Linked DNA regions of Mus musculus: region 2 is linked to region 1. The links are chromatin contacts, called in public HiCAR-type maps. All regions are on one chromosome and are shown on one strand. The core of a region is the stretch at or near the end of the contact, and the rest is flanking DNA. Distances in the headings are between cores, read along the strand shown. Region 1 overlaps Ltbp1 (latent transforming growth factor beta binding protein 1). Region 2 overlaps Ltbp1 (latent transforming growth factor beta binding protein 1).

Evidence for each region. HiCAR-type assays count read pairs that join an accessible place to other places.
Region 2: a contact with region 1 is called in a HiCAR-type map of fibro-adipogenic progenitors, with 4 times the contacts expected there. The contact joins two enhancer-like sites. A contact is called at or near these places in 1 of 15 datasets of contacts at CTCF or cohesin (the NIH/3T3 cell line), 1 of 484 Hi-C or Micro-C datasets (bone marrow-derived macrophages) and 2 of 115 datasets of contacts at active chromatin or transcription factors (bone marrow-derived dendritic cells and fibro-adipogenic progenitors).

The regions. Positions count from the first base shown.
Region 1 is chr17:75,025,902-75,030,198 of GRCm38.p6, reverse strand. All of the region lies in intron 2 of Ltbp1 (latent transforming growth factor beta binding protein 1), which reads right to left. Among named protein-coding and RNA genes, the nearest start is that of Ltbp1, 23 kb to the right of the region's middle. Within about 2 kb of position 2,673, at least 14 of the 459 cell types and tissues checked have an H3K27ac peak or open chromatin away from gene starts, as enhancers often do. A contact at or near this core is called in fibro-adipogenic progenitors, where this site is marked.
Region 2 is chr17:75,343,128-75,347,460 of GRCm38.p6, reverse strand. The region is part of intron 24 of Ltbp1 (latent transforming growth factor beta binding protein 1); the gene reads right to left. Among named protein-coding and RNA genes, the nearest start is that of Rasgrp3, 91 kb to the left of the region's middle. Within about 2 kb of position 2,175, at least 37 of the 459 cell types and tissues checked have an H3K27ac peak or open chromatin away from gene starts, as enhancers often do. A contact at or near this core is called in fibro-adipogenic progenitors, where this site is marked.

The DNA of each region.
Region 1 (4,297 bases), core at 1,424-3,923:
CTTACAATGTGCGGTGCGACTCCAGGAAAGTCTCACCACGACAAGATCCTTAGCTAACCCATATCTGCCAAGTCCTGGCCACCCCAGATGCCATCTGCGGGTTCTAGGGATTAGGACTTGCCATGTATTGAGGTAAACATGTCTGACACAAACGGATCCATAGAATTCTCCATGATAAACATGGCTAGAGGCGATCTAGAGTAGTGACGGTATGTGGATGTGACACAGCCCCAAGCTTCACTTCCTAAAGCAATTATTCTGAATGACAACCCTGTTTCCAAGATCCTCACCCGGCAGCCACTGGGAGCTCCTGGGATTCCCCAGCTTATGGGGGACAGGCTGAAGCTTAGTTTCGGGGAGTACATTTCGTCACCAAGCAAATGGCCTATCAGCTTTTCCAATTCCTTCCACTTCCCTGAGGAAGAAACACTGAGGGGAAGCTGCCTCACAAACTATAAAAATCCTCAATCCCCATTTTGAAATATGTTTAATGCTCCCCAAGCATAATGGGAAATAATAGCAGACATGGCTTAAGCACATCATGAACTTATTTGTCAATTAACAAATGTATATGGGTGCCAGTGGGTTTCTATTATTCAAGTTGTGGGAGATGGTGAATAATATGCTATCATCTATTACAGAAAGGTTAGTGTTAGTCACAATTATTTCTAAGTACACTGCCAGTCGCATATAAGCATCTTAAAATGTATGTCATTTGTTCACACATTTGATCAAGCAATGCTACTGTTTGTCCTACTTAGAACTCAGATTTGCAGGGCAAGAAGAACCCTGGTTATCCTTGGAACAAGAGCATCACTAAGTTGTAAACTGTGGGAGTTTAAAGATATAAAGGATCAAAGAGCCAAGTTCCACAGGACATGGAGGCAGAGCAACTGTGAAGCATAAACAAATACACATTTCAAAAATTGAGGTGAAAATGCAAGGTAATACTGTATGTTTAAATCATTTGTGTAAATTTCATGGTTGCTGAATGATTCTTAACAATGTGAATTTTATTATTGTGAAAAATTTTAAAGAGTGCTCCAATATATTACTGCTTGTTAAAAAAAAAAACAAAAAAAACAAAAACAAAAACAAAAAAAAAACCTCAATCCCTTGGCCCAGCATGCTAACAGGCAGGCTCCAACTGATGTGACTCGATTGGGAATGATAGCAAGGACAGCGACCCTGACCCTGGACCACAGACAGTGAGGAACTTCCTTCCTTCTCTCCTTTCTACCGACATTCTCACGTTTCATCCCTTTCTTCTCTTTTTGCTAGACTCCTTCAAACTACCTTCAGTCAAGAACCCCTCCTCCTCAATCTATACCCCCAGCAGATACACATCACCCTGGCTGCAGGAAGAGTGAGGGATGGCAGCTTTTGTCCTGCATTGACTCAAACATAGCCAACAATAGTCTGTCCATCCTACATCCCTCCCATGTAAGACCTTCCCCTCCCATCACCAAATGCTGTTATCTAGTCCCCTCTCCCTGAGTCTGGACTCCCTCTGCACTAGGCTTCCACCAACCCATTCCCTCCCCAAGAGCACCCTAAAGGCATCAGTCTGATTCTCTACCCTGAGAGCTGAGTCTCGATTCCCTCACAGAATATATGCAAATCGAATTCAATTATCCATATGTATAAGGTGTATCTATGAGATGTTGCTACAGTCAACTGGCTGATGAAAGGCAGCTCTGGCTCACAGTGAGAGAGTCTATCATGTCAAATAAAGTGTGGCAGCAGGAGTACGAGGCTGCTGGGCACATCTGGACAGATAAGGAAGCAGAAAGAGTGGGTCCAGGCTATACATTTCAAGGCCCACCCCCAGCAACCGACACCTTAAGGTTTACTTCCTAAAGGTCCTATAACCTCTGCAAACAGTACTGCCTGCTGGAGAATCAAGAACTCAAACAAACGAGCCTACAGGGGACTTTTAATACCCAGACCACAAAAAAAAAAAAAAAAGGTACAAAATGCAAACCTAATGAACTCAACAGGCTCAGAAGACAAGATGAGAAACTCATTCATTCAAAAAGAACACCAGCTGAATACCAGTCATGCACCAAGCGCGGGGCACACTTGAAGGACACGTTTTGCACTTGACTTGCTTAAAGGGATAGATGAAAAGACTCTCAGAAAGCCAGGAATTAGCATGTCATCCCTTCTTGGCAGAAAAAGCTAGAGATAGATGCTTGGGAAAGAAGAGGCCATCAGAGGCCAGACAGGCTAAAAGTACAAAAAGAACAGAGAGTACAAACCTCTTCCCTAGTTTCCAGAAAATAAAGGAAAGCAATTGGGGAAAAAGACGTAAATGACACTCCTGGTGTGCCCTGGAAAGCCACACGGAATCCAGCCATCCCTGTGCGTCTGCATCCATATGTCTACAACCTGCTCCAGTAGGGACCTGGAACCTTGAGAGAAAGACGGGGACCTTGAGGTATTTAACCCCAAAGAAGAATGCAAGCTCCTAGAGAAAGTCCTGGATGTTGGTGAAGACAGCCACAGATGCTTGCTTGGTTAACCAAATCAGTATTGCTCAACCCCAGGAGGGTGGGAAGATCCTACACTCCCCCCGCCCCCACTGGAATCCCCAGTGACAATCTGAGGCTCATTTTCCCACAGAAATCTCGCCAGGCATGGCAGCTGAGCTCCAACCAGGACAAACACCATCTGTAGTCTGCACAGATCCTGGGAGACAGGAAGATGAAAACAGGCTGGCTCTGAGTCTGAACCCTGCCTTGGGTTCGTGCATCCATAAAACGTGGAGATCCACCGAAACCCTGGTGGAGCAGCTAGCTCAGCATAGGGCCTGGCACAGTTAGGGCTGAGTCTATGACATCATGTTTCAGGAGACCACTCTGTAACAGGCCACCAGACAACAGAGTTCTGTCAAGTACACCACTTGTCCAAACACAGGAGACCTTCTGCATTCCAGATGATAACAATTGAGCCTTTCCACATAATAGCAATAATTATATCCATGCTAGTTTAACAAAACAGAACAACTTATCCAAAATGTAAGACCACTTATAACCAATATCTAGATAGTACTTTTTTCCTGGTACAGGGTCTCACTCTGTAGCCCAGGATGGACCTTAGGACTTCAGATCTTCCAGGAAACTGGGACTGCAGGTGGGAATCACCATATCCAGCCTTCTATAGCGCTTTTCTATCAAGAAATTTGAAAGTGTATCTCCCGTGTTATGATCCCACCCTAGAGGAAACACGTATAGAATTTTGCCAGACTTTTTATAGAGAAAGGTAGAGTCCAGAGACCTCAGAGAGTCTTGCTCGTCTCCTCACTCTGTTGTTCCACTGAATTAGGGCAGGAGTTCCGAGAGACAGAGCTGTCTTACTCTGACCCATCTGGTGTGGCTGAGCTTGAATGTGCTGGATTACTTTCCTGTTCTGGAAAACCACCTACGAAACCTCACTACAACCAAGCTGAGCAATGGCGAATGTCAGAAGAAAAAATGAAAAGAATCCCAACGTTTATTCAGAGTAGAGAAGGGGAGGAAGAGGATGGTCAGGTGGGACACGGAAAGAGAATGACTCAGCCAAAAACCACTAGAAGGCGGGACAGCAGAATAGTTACTGTCATTGGCACTGGTACCAAAAAGACAACCTTTCCCCACCCAGGTGAATCCGGCTGAAGGCACACACACACTAAAAGTGCCTCCCATTTTTTTAAATAATATTTTTTTGTTTGAAGGTTGTGTGCATGTGTACAGCATGTACTGATCATATTTGGCCACCACTATCTCCGTCCAGCTTCTCCTTATGCCCTTACCCTGTCTCCCACCCAACTTCACGTCCTTAGTCATATTGCTATTAACATTAACAGTTGAATCCAGTTAGCTCTGCCCATATGTGCACGGTGTGGTACGAGCAACCTACCACCAAAGAAGGGTGATCTTGTACGAGCAACCTACCACCAAAGAAGGGTGATCTCTCATCCTCAGCGGCCATCAATTGGTAGTAGCTCCTACAATGGGGGCGTAGGGGGGAACTCTTCCTCCTTCGTGCTGGAATTTTGATTGGCTTAACCATCCCAGAAGACGTGAAGTATTAAGTGGTGCTGCCTCTCTCGGCTGACAAACACCAGGACTCTGAGCTGTGCACAGAGCCACCCCCTCTCTCTCTATGGCACACCTCACAGCGTATGCTCTCTGTAAGTGGCATCCTCGCTGGAGACCTCTGTGGAATGGCCTGAGAAGTTAAACTCATTAAAAACATATGGAAATTCCTTCATAATCCCAAATGTACCCCCTGAGAATAAAAAAGAGAGAGAGAG
Region 2 (4,333 bases), core at 926-3,425, 320 kb before region 1:
CTTTTTTGGGGATATGGTAAATGCTAAAAAGGAGCTCCAACTGTGCAGCTGTAGGACGGAAGAAACAACGGTTTACTCAACCCTGTTAATAATTACGACTTAGTCTAAGAGAGAATCTGATGAGCCAGGCTGCCCCAGTTCCTCATGGGGAAAATTATGTGCCACCGGGTTACATCGTCTCAAGATCTAAAATGCCAGTTAAATGACAGCATTATCTGCATGAGAACTCATAGACAGTGGCCTTATGCTTCTCTCACATGAATTAACATGGTCTTATAAAATGTCTTAGTTATAGTTACAACAGATGTCTAGCTATGGGGCTCCAACAATTACTGTGAGGATTCCACAAAACATGCACAAAGTACTAACATGGGAACATAAAATGTTCAAAGTACCCGATAAGGGTCAACATTCACCAACATTACCCCTTTTCATGCCCAATGACACATTTTCTCTATCTTTGCCCCACTGAAACACAGCTGCTAAAAGAGGCACCCCTAGCATCTGATCCACTAGTCAGCCCCCACTGACCTCCAAGTCTGGTGAACACACATACCAGGAGCACCTTGCCATGCTCAAGAGTGTTTCTCTTGGTCCACCATCCATGGACTGCAGATGAACATCTGCCGGAGCTCAGGATTCCTGGGAACTGCGGCAGGCCAGCTTTCCCCAATCTGCTCCCCATAGACTCTCAGTCCTTGGAGGTGAATGATAAGGCTTCATCTTTCACCACAATCCTTCTTCCAAGTACACTTCTTATTCTTAATTATTTTCACTTGATTTTTCTGCCACTGTCTTAGTCCAGCCTAGCAGCTTGATTTAAACAGAACATAAACCCTCTTCCTGACGGGGACGAGAATTTTCTCCTTTCCATTCCTCCTTTTCACCTACCTTGCCTTCCTGAATTGAACCGAAAACTCAGTGCAATTATTTCACATCAAAGCCAGCAGCTCTTCCTCATGGCATCTAATGTGGCAAGTTGATTGGGCTGCTCTGAATGCCCGCAGGAAGCTGGGATTATAGCAAGTTTACAGATTGTAACAGGGAGGAAGGGTTCTATCCTGTTACTGACTTGACAGAGGCCACTGCTAACTCTGGACTTTCTAAAGTGGGCATCTGTCAAAGAGATAATGTTGTTCTTTGCACTGCAGCCTTTTTGGGGGTCTGGAAGCTGAGCAATTCTTCAGTTAGCACTTCCATGCTGATGGATTCTCAGACTCTCTCAAAGCTTTAGCTCAGTCCTGGTGAAACATTTATCTAAGACCAAATAGACCCAGCAGTAACACATGAACTTGCTATCACTGCCCTCCGCATATCAGCTCCATTTCTCCTACACACCCTTCTTCAGCACTTCCAACTAGACACCCGTACCAGGAATCTTAATGCCAGCCCTTCCCTTCTGCAACTCCCTCTGCTGTCCTAAGCCACCCTTTGATCTTTCTCAATATTCCCTGTATTCTAGCTGGCTTCCGTATCTCCAGTCTTGCCTCCCTCTAATCCACTCTTTACCTAACTATTGCTGAGGTGCTCTTTGTAAATGTTAACCCATGCATGCCACTCCCTTGCTCAAAGTGTTCGCCATCTTCTTCTTGCTAGAGCACAAGGCTTCCTTCATCGGGCTCCTGGCTACCTGTGTGATAGCAGTTCTCAGAAAACCTTCTCAATTTGAACTCCATCCCTGTAGATGACCTTGTATAAGGGCTCCCTGACCTTAGAATGGTATAAACTCTTTGCTTGATTGGCTCTTCCACTCCTATTTTTTTCTCAGAAATTCATGCTGATCCTTCCAGAGTCAGCCTAAGGGGGCACCTCCATCATGGCACCTCCCAGACAGATACCAGGCTACTCCTCTTTTTCCTGTGCCTGTATTAGGCTTGAAGGGTTGGGGAACCTTCAACACACCCTCACCAGCAACTTATTTCTCTACTAAAAGGAGAGGAAAAGAGTGAATTCAGCTGTGTGAAATCCATTGGATTCTCAATCCAGATTCTTAAAATTAGATTATCTTGCTTTCCTTGTTATTAATTTCATGCCATTCCAGCAGATGATGGCCCTTTATTACTGTTCACCAGCACAGGAACTGAATAACTAGCCTGAAGGTGAACAAGCCCCCAGCTGGCTATGAATTACTGGGCGTCTTGCAGACTCAGTTTACTGTAACAATGACTCACCAAGCAAGTTTAGATGAGTAATGTTTTGGATCGGAATGAATAGGCAAAGGGAATGTGAAGTGCCTGCTGGAGACTAGCTGTTCAACAATTAATATTTTATAAAAATGATATAATGCGGCTCTGCAGTTTCTTGTTTTCAACAGTGAGGTGAGGTAATGGCTTCACTGAAGTACAGCGCTGGTTTCGCTTCTCAGAAGGGCCAAACCAGAGCTCTCCTATTACGCTAGACCCTCAGCTCTTTGTTTCAATTCTTTAATGGCCTACATACAAATATTTCACTTTCTTGATATTGTGAGATCTCAGATCTACTTTCCCCTCATCTATCTGGATAGGTGGAAAACATCATCCTGTTTTGTCAAGGTTGACTCTGAAACCTGAGACTAATTTTTGAGGTCTCTAAATATCATATTTTTCTTTGCCTGATATCAACATTTCTACATCAGTTTTATTGATCCAGTAAGGGTCATGCTAGAAATTATCACTAGTAATACTATCCCCAAAGCTAGTCATCTGTTGGAGTTGCTGTCAGTAATTGCTCGGTCCTCAACCCACACGTATGAAGCATGTTTTCACAAGAACTGCTAATTTCTTATATTGCTCTGCTCTTCATATATTTTTACTGAAAAAAAAAAAAACGGAACAGCAAATACTGATGTTTCAATGTAAACAAAGTCAAGATTTAACGATACCTACAAGCCAGTGAGTAAGTAAACTGACCTCCCCCGCAAAAAAAAGAACCCTCCAAATATTAGAAGGATAAGTGGAACACAGCTCAGGATGCCTGGAACTGACAGCGCCTGTATGGAAGCTGTGACAGTGTCAATGGCTGACAAGTCCACATTTGTCAGGTTAACCTGTTTTGTACATTTGCAAGTTTTACAATGAATATATTCTCTTTACTGCCCCAAAAATTTCCCAAAACCTTCTATGGTAAAACAGAACTCCAATGTCCCTTCCTTCCTGCATAACACTCACTAAAGGTCACCCATTCTTTACCCGCTCACTTTGGTAACATGAACAATGAAATCAGGGGAGGAAACAATGGAAGACTCAATGTGATTTTCTAAATAGAATGGGTAGGGCAGCTTATATACAGACAAAGAAATTAAATTGCCAGGGCCTAGCAAACACAGAAGTGGATGCTCACAGTCAGCTATTGAATGGACCACAGGGCCCCCAATGGAGGAACTAGAGAAAGCACCCAAGGAACTAAAGGGAACTGCAACCCTATAGGTGGAACAACAATATGAACTAAGCAGTACCCTGGAGCTCTTGTCTCTAGCTGCATATGTATCAAAAGATGGCCTAGTAGGCCATCACTGCAAAGAGAGGCCCATTGGACTTGCAAACTTTATATGCCCCAGTACAGGGGAATGCCAGGGCCAAAAAGGGGGAGTGGGTGGGTAGGGGAGTAGGGGGGTATGGGGGACTTTTGATATAGCATTGGAAATGTAAATGAGCTAAATACCTAATAAAAAATGGAAAAAAAAGAAATTAAAACTGTCTTTAAAGACCTTGACAGTGAAAGTCATAACAAAAGTAAATGGTCCTACTAGGTGTCACATTCAGAAAAGCCTATGTGCATCACAAGAGGTGATCACAAGATGCACTTATGTCTATTTCGTTAGGAAAGTGGTTTGGTATTCTTTCAGACAAATTCTTCCATTTTGTTTTGTTTTCAATCATGAAGAAGAAATCCTTGTTTCCTCAGGCTCTGAACATCTGTGCTTTGTAGATTTTTCTCCTCCCTACTTCCAAGTGAGACTCATCTATCAACTAGGAAGAACGTCTCACAGATGAGCCACTCACTCTTCTGTGTCTGGATGCTCTATCAAGGCAGGTGACAAGGATGGGACTCTAGCAAGGACAGTGGTAGTAATGGGAGTGCTATTTGTGGTACTTGGCTGTTTACAAAATTTCCACAGTGATTGCAATGTTGGGCAAGAGAAGCCTACTTGCCAGCAGGACATTTTAACACGAATTATATTGTTCACCCTGACTTAAAGGCAATTTCAGTTTTATCTACATTGTCCACATTGTAAGAGCCAGGAAACTGAGGCCTGGGGAGGAAAGCAACTTCTGTCAAGTGACAAAGACAGTAAGTGGAAGAGATGGCGAGTGGCTGGTCCTTGTTGAGGATCACCTTCTAAATCCATACTGAA